2 separate regions of the Mus musculus genome follow, and region 1 is linked to region 2. The links are chromatin contacts, called in public Hi-C maps. All regions are on one chromosome and are shown on one strand. Each heading gives the region's core, a stretch centred on a gene start, on an enhancer-like site or on the middle of the called end of the contact. The rest is flanking DNA. Distances are from core to core; before and after follow the strand shown. Region 1 overlaps Gm39602 (a long non-coding RNA gene). Region 2 has its middle 11 kb from the start of Gm31505.

Region 1 (3,220 bases), core at 178-2,677, 1.7 Mb before region 2:
TCCTTTTACCTGCTAAGCCATTTCACTGGCCCCTTATGGCAAAATACTGACTCAGAGGTGTTTAGGAGTGAACAGATAGCCCTCCCAGCCCTCCTGTCTTTCTGAAGGAATCTGTCCCAAGCCCTAGGTCTGCAGGCTTTTTCCTCCTCTCAGAAGTAGTTCAATTTCTCTCTTCAGAAGCCCTTCATCTCCCAGAACAGCTTTCATTACAGCAACATAAATAAAAAGTGACATAAAATTATATAGCCTTGTGTAAAGTAGTTTAAGGAAAATGTCTTTTACGGCAGCTTTTATGATTTCACCAATTAGTTATTAGACTTTCTCCATTTTTAATTTGCCATCCTCCAAGTGCATTTTCAACGTTTCTCCCCTCTCTCCTCTGAGTAGTGGTGTGAGGGCTGACGGGCCCCAGTGTAGGCTGGCTTTCTTGATGCATAGAGGCATTCCATTACAGCATGTTGCTAGATGCGGACAAAGCAAGGCCTGGGGGAGGGAAGCTGGTGCCCAGTTACTTTTAAGTGAAGAGTGTTGGTCTTGTGGCAAGCACTGCCCTGGGCCACCACTAAAGGTAGTAGCAGATAGACCACAGGGTCGCACGGCAGTGGCTGGACCTTAAGCTGATAAATCCTGAGTTTTTAGTGACTTTCCAAACATTCCCAGGAAGTGTGAATTGCAGAGATTTACTCCTGCCAAAATTTAATCGTGCAGAAAAAGTAAAATTTAGATCAGCGTATAGATTATTTTTAATGCGATTGCTCGACAGAAAAGGGCGAGGAAGGCAGAGTGGAGTCCTTAGAACGGGCGAGTCTAGACCATTGCAATTTGATTCATTTAGGGGAATTGTGTTCGGTTTGAGGCTTTGGCTTGGGCGAGGCTGTTCCTTCTGGGAGTGCATGATGTCATTGTGTCAAGCATGTCACAGCCAAGGCATTCTGGTATTTATGTTGGCCTCAGATCTAGCTCAGAGGACATGGCAGCCTCAATTTATTGCTACTTTAACTTTGTTTAGTCATGGAGAGGTTTTATTTATGTTGGTAAATTTCAAACAGTGGCCAACAGTGACCACACAATGAAAGGGCCTGCAAGATCCATCATCGGTAAATCACCTTGTTGCTGAGTTTCTTTAATTAAGGAAAAACTCTGTGTGTTGATCCCTGTGGTTGCTGGAAGGAACGTGGGGCGGGGAATTGCTTTGATTAATCCATCTATCAGCCTTGGAGGGTGAGTCTCCTGTTTCTGATTGTAGCTGGGCAAAGACCTAAATAAAAATTTATCTTGTCAAAACCTATGGTCTAACTGAAAGCAAATAAAAAAGTTTTATGACAGCCACATAAAGTTAAATAAATAGCTGGGAGGTGCACCGTGTCCTGCGGATGCTTCTCAGCAAAGCATGTGGCTGTTTCTGAGGGTGAGCTCAGCGAACTGAGAAATCACCTTTAATGGTCCCCTCGGTACTGTAACCAGCAACTGCTCTCTTTGTCTAACGTTCTAGGCTTTAGTCCCTGATTAAAACCAAAGGCTCGGCCTTGACACTGGGTGCTGTTTGAGCTACTCAGGGTAGAAGGCACAGTGTGTGCTATTCCAAGAAAAAATGAAATAACCAAGTTCTAGAGGAACTTTATATACACAGTGTCCTTAGATCACTTTCACCCTCAAGACCTCCCCCCATCTTTCAAGTGTGCTTATAAAGGGAGAAAACCTTGTCTTTTGCAACTGTGTGGGACCTTTTTTATTGATCTCTGGAAGGTGGTAGTTTTCACAGTGTGGGGGAGGGGAGCAGCAGTGAACTTTTTTTTTTTTTTTAAATGAAATCAGAGACTGGGACTTCGCCTCTGGTTGGACTCAACTCTCAGATATAGTTTTCCCTGTTCTGTAATAGTCTGGAAGAATATGCTGGGACAGAGGGCCTTTCCCACCAAGTATAGACTTCTCTCTCAGCATGGGATCACAGTGGAATACATTTTATTGCTAGTTAAAAAATATTTTTGAGTCAAATGAAAGACAGCAGTTGATGCTGAAGAAGGCTGCTCTTGATACAAGCATGGACTTAGGGTGAGTTGCTTTCCTTTTTAGGTTATGGAGAGGCTGTTCTCCTGGTCACGCTGTAGGAGCCTCTAACAGTGAAGGGCGATCTCTTGGCCCTGGATGTATTTGGCAACCAGTCCCTGTCTGTTTGATAGAATTACACCATAAGCGTGGGCTCGAGGAGTCAGATATGTTGAAGGGCTTGGAGTTGTAGGCACCCGTGTAGACAGTGCCTGTGTTGACAGAGTGAGGCTACGTGTGGATGTCAGCTGACAAATACACTGGCTGTTGCTTTCTTGTTACTGCGTCCTGCCTTTATTAAGGGAGTATGGCTACTGAGTAAGTGACTCAGGCCAGTAGGCATGGTGGTGATGTGTAACTGGGAAGTCTGCTCTATCAGAGTCTAGTTAGGAGATCGTGGAAAAGCGTGATAGGGGTGGGAGTGAGGGTGTGGGTGGGGCACTCTCACTTAACTAACTGGGTCAGTGTCCCTGAGCTGGAGGCTTGAGTTCCTTTAGAGGCAGGTACAGGGCAACACAAAGACCTGCCTTGTCCGGAGGAGGATTCTCAACTTTTTAAAGATTTATTTTATTAAAAAAAGTGTTTGTGTGTGGTGTGGTGTGTGTGTGTGTGTGTGTGTGTGTGTCTGTAGGTACTTGAGGAGGCTAGGAGAAGGCATTGGATCCCCTAGAGCTAGATTACTGGTGGTTGTGAGTCATCCTACATGGGTGCTGGGTGTTATAGTTATAAAACGATAAAGAACTCTAAAATGTTCTATGGGAGTGTGCTGAGGTATGGGGGAAGGGGGTCCCTCGGTGGGCCCATGTCAAGGCATCTCTTCCCCCTGAGGGAGCAGCCACATGATGGTATAGTATAGAATAGAGTTTATTCAGGGCATGGGGAGGGGAATTAAGAGAGTAGTAGAGACAGAAAGAGAGAGTAGAGAAATAGAGGCCATGACCATGTGTGTGGGGTGTGTGTGTGTGGAATGGGGAACAAGGGGCAAGAGGCAAGGGAGAGGAGCAGGAGTAAGAGAGAGTAAGAGAACAAGCAGCCCCTTTTATAGTGGGCCAGGCCTACCTCGCTGCTGCCAGGAAACTGGGGGTGGAGTCCAGACAGAATATCAACACTGGGAACTGAACTCATGTCTTCTGCAAGAGCAGTGTGTGCTTTTAACCACTGAGCCATCTTTGCA
Region 2 (3,371 bases), core at 14-2,513:
AATACTGGATAGGACAGTCTAACAAAGTGCACTGTACCATATTGGCAGTGAAAAGCCTTGCTTATTTAGTAGTCGGCTAGTTTGGTGGTTAAATAATGCTCTTATTTTGGCATTTATTGTATATTTGTTCTAAATAAACATAATTTATGAATATTTTAACACATGCGTACTCAGTGGGGTGGGTTCTCACACTGATATAAATAGAATTAATGAGCAGTCAGCTGCCACATACCATGACATATGACCCGGCAGCAAGAGCTCAGAAGTGGTTCTCATGGCTTCAGAAAACTTTGCCCTTAGTTTAACTTCTTGAAACTACGTCTTATTCTCCCCTCATCGTGACAGAATCCAGGTTTTGCTAGAAGAGTCTAGTCAGATGTTGAGACAACCATTTGTCTTGCCTTCTTTAAAGCAAAACAAAAACACATGGAGGGCTTAGCTCCACTCAGCTCAACTTTGGGACTAGAGTCACAGAAAGATGAATATTTTATATATTTCTACATGAATTGTCTCTTATTCCCATTTTTGTGACAATTAACATGATTATGCCAGTTGCTACAGATCTTTACAAAGAAAAAAGAAAACTTCCAAGTGTTTCTACATTTTAAAACAGATCTGACAGCCCCTTGAGTGGGGAAAACAGGAAAACAGAGAACACATCATTTTAGCCAGTTACCTACTCTCCTTGAAAACAAAGCAACAAGCTGTTCAGCAAGCCTAAGAAGATTTTATTTTTTAAGGAATAAGCCCAGCAGTAGAAAGCCACCCCATCAAGGAGTAGGCGTGGAAATTAACACTGGGATGCAGAATCTTCAAATTAACAGGATTTAATTTGACAAAGAATTATTGTTGTGAAGATGCAAAGTAGAATTTAAGAGTCACCTTTCTTCGATTTTTTACGGCTTTATTATAGGCAAAGCAGAAAAATAAGGCGAGCATGTGCACCGTGATGCCCAGATGATCTGGCAGGACCGCAGTCTTGGCAAGAGACTCGGGCTGTGCTGTTTATGCACACAGATGGAGGGCGCAGCCTTTATTCCTCTTCTCATTCCAAAGGGGATGTTTGAGGCCCCTCTACTCCCACCCCCACATTTGCAAACACACACTCTCTCTAAACGAAAGCTGTGTCCTAAAAGGGCAAGTCCGGTATGCTTTAAGGAAGTGAGAAAAAAACAGGACACCATTCATTCTCCTGACCACCTCTTAGAGGAGGACTTCTCACTGACTGAGGAGGCTGGGGCCGGATGAGTTTCCCCAGAGTTGCTCCCCTGGGGAATCCCCTTTCCACTGCAAAGTAAATGGGCACCACCTAGTGCTCTTTCCAGGCAAAGGCTGTGAGTCTTGGTCTGGATACAAGTGGGCGCTTGGGATCGCTGGCCTTTACAAAGGTAAAATAAAAGGAGGCAGCTGTCTTCAAACCTTTTACCTTCTAAGGATGGGTCGAGAGGGAGGGGCAGTAAGGAGGAGGAGGAGAGAAGGAGACGTAAGGGGGAGGGGGAAGAATAAGAGTCTTAATGAAAGCAATGCTTCCAAATAAGGAATTTTCTTAGGGCTGGTCTTTGTTAATAGTTTCCTCTTATCTTTTTTTTTTTCAGTTCCCCCCCCCCCGCCCACCCTTGTTTATTTAAAGACAGGGCTTCACTTCCTAGCTCTGGTTGACCTGGAATTTCTTAAATAGATGAGAACTCTCAGAGATCCCCCTGCTTCTGCCTCTACCTTAGCGTGCTAGGATTAAAGGTATGCACCACCAAGCCTAGCTTCCCTGATCTTCTGCTTTTAAAATCATCCCAAATCTGAGAAATAAAGTCTTTATTTCCCCATATGCTAATTTCCCCCTCACCTTGCTCTGTTTCTCTTATGGTTAAGCAGAGAACATTTCTAAAACTCATTCACTATAAAACAAAGGAGGTTCTAGTAGCAATGTGCCCTTGGCAGCCAAAATCCATTCTAACAAGGAGTCTCTCTGGAGTTTTCCTAACACAACAAATCGCACTTATGAAAAATGATGCGTAGCACAGACTCTTTCGAAGCACAATAAGATCAAGTTAACCACTCATGCCTCTAGGAAAAAGATCTAAGAGGCTTTATCCGATTGGCAAAATGGACCTGGATATCAGCTCAAGGATTGAGGACACTTTGATAAAATTTCAAAGCAATGAAGTCCGATTATCTGAATGATTGCTTAACCCCTTTAAAATATAACTTGGGGAAGAACAAGATTTTTTTTTTTGAACTCATGGTCTGTCAGAGAATAGAAAGAGCTACTTTATACTGTTTGCTTTTTCTATAGCGTTTTGCTTAGAAATATTCTTAGCACTACTGCTTTTACAGAGTAATGATAATCATTTCTTTGTTGCTAAAAGTAGGTAATTCTTCAATAAAATAGAAATCTTACTGTACAGCAATGTGGGAAGAAATCCTGGGGAAAATACCACAGAGAATCAAAGAGACCGATGCCTACTGCTGCTCTGGAGCCAGTGACTGGGGCATTAAAAAAAAAAAAATCAGACAGAAAACAGGTTGTACAGAGGTGAATTAACATGACTAAAGCTTCTCTTGATGAAAAACCAAGAATCTATGCAGAGAAACCTGGAAGAGGGTAAAGAAAATGCAGTCCAAGTTTCCAAACACTTTCTACTGACTAGATAGAACAAAATTACTTTGACAGGTTTTCATACCTTCACTTTAACGTAAAAATTTTACAAGTCCAAAATGTTCCTATCTTTAGCCATTTTGCCGTAATTTAGGATATTAGACAAATGATTTACTTGACATGTTTTTGAAATTACAGAAGAAGAAAATTCGAGAAAAGGAGGGGAAAAGTCCTCCATCGAATTCTTCGTGTCACATTTGCAACTAGGAACAAATCAGCAAACAAGCTGACCTCTGTGCTTTCAGGGTAAGAGGTGAAGTGATGGCTTAATGGTAAAGAACACTTGCTGACCTGCAGAGGACCTGGGTTCGATCCCCAGCACCCACATGGTAGCTCACAACCATCCAATAGCTCTAGTTCCAAGAAATGCAGGGTCCTCTTCTGGCCTCCATGGGTACCAGCAATGCTAGTGATACACAGACACATGCAGGCAAAATAGCCAAAGACATAAAAAGAACAAATAAAGACTAAATGACGGACCTTGTCCTAAATTTAAGTTATCTGAATTAGTCAGCTGAAGCTAATGAGTACTCCTAAGTCAATGTGTTTCAAATATGTAATACGCAAGTATCGTAAATTGTAAACTCAATATTGTAAATTAAATATTGTAATATTCTATCTTAGAGTGATAGAAAGAGGTAAACTTAGGCACCTAGAAATGAAGGCAGCGACTCCAACTCCCCCAACCCAATGTGTCCATCATCCATCCCATCTTGTA

What was found. Hi-C and Micro-C count contacts between places; a contact is called where the count stands out from the background.
Region 1: a contact with region 2 is called in a Hi-C map of uterus, with 5 times the contacts expected there. The contact joins two enhancer-like sites. A contact is called at or near these places in 1 of 484 Hi-C or Micro-C datasets (uterus) and 1 of 9 other capture datasets (embryonic stem cells).

The regions. Positions count from the first base shown.
Region 1 is chr11:19,735,283-19,738,502 of GRCm38.p6, reverse strand. The region is part of intron 1 of Gm39602 (a long non-coding RNA gene); the gene reads left to right. Among named protein-coding and RNA genes, the nearest start is that of Gm39602, 5.8 kb to the left of the region's middle. Within about 2 kb of position 1,427, at least 35 of the 459 cell types and tissues checked have an H3K27ac peak or open chromatin away from gene starts, as enhancers often do. A contact at or near this core is called in uterus, where this site is marked.
Region 2 is chr11:18,009,178-18,012,548 of GRCm38.p6, reverse strand. No RefSeq gene overlaps it. Among named protein-coding and RNA genes, the nearest start is that of Gm31505, 11 kb to the right of the region's middle. Within about 2 kb of position 1,263, at least 35 of the 459 cell types and tissues checked have an H3K27ac peak or open chromatin away from gene starts, as enhancers often do. A contact at or near this core is called in uterus, where this site is marked.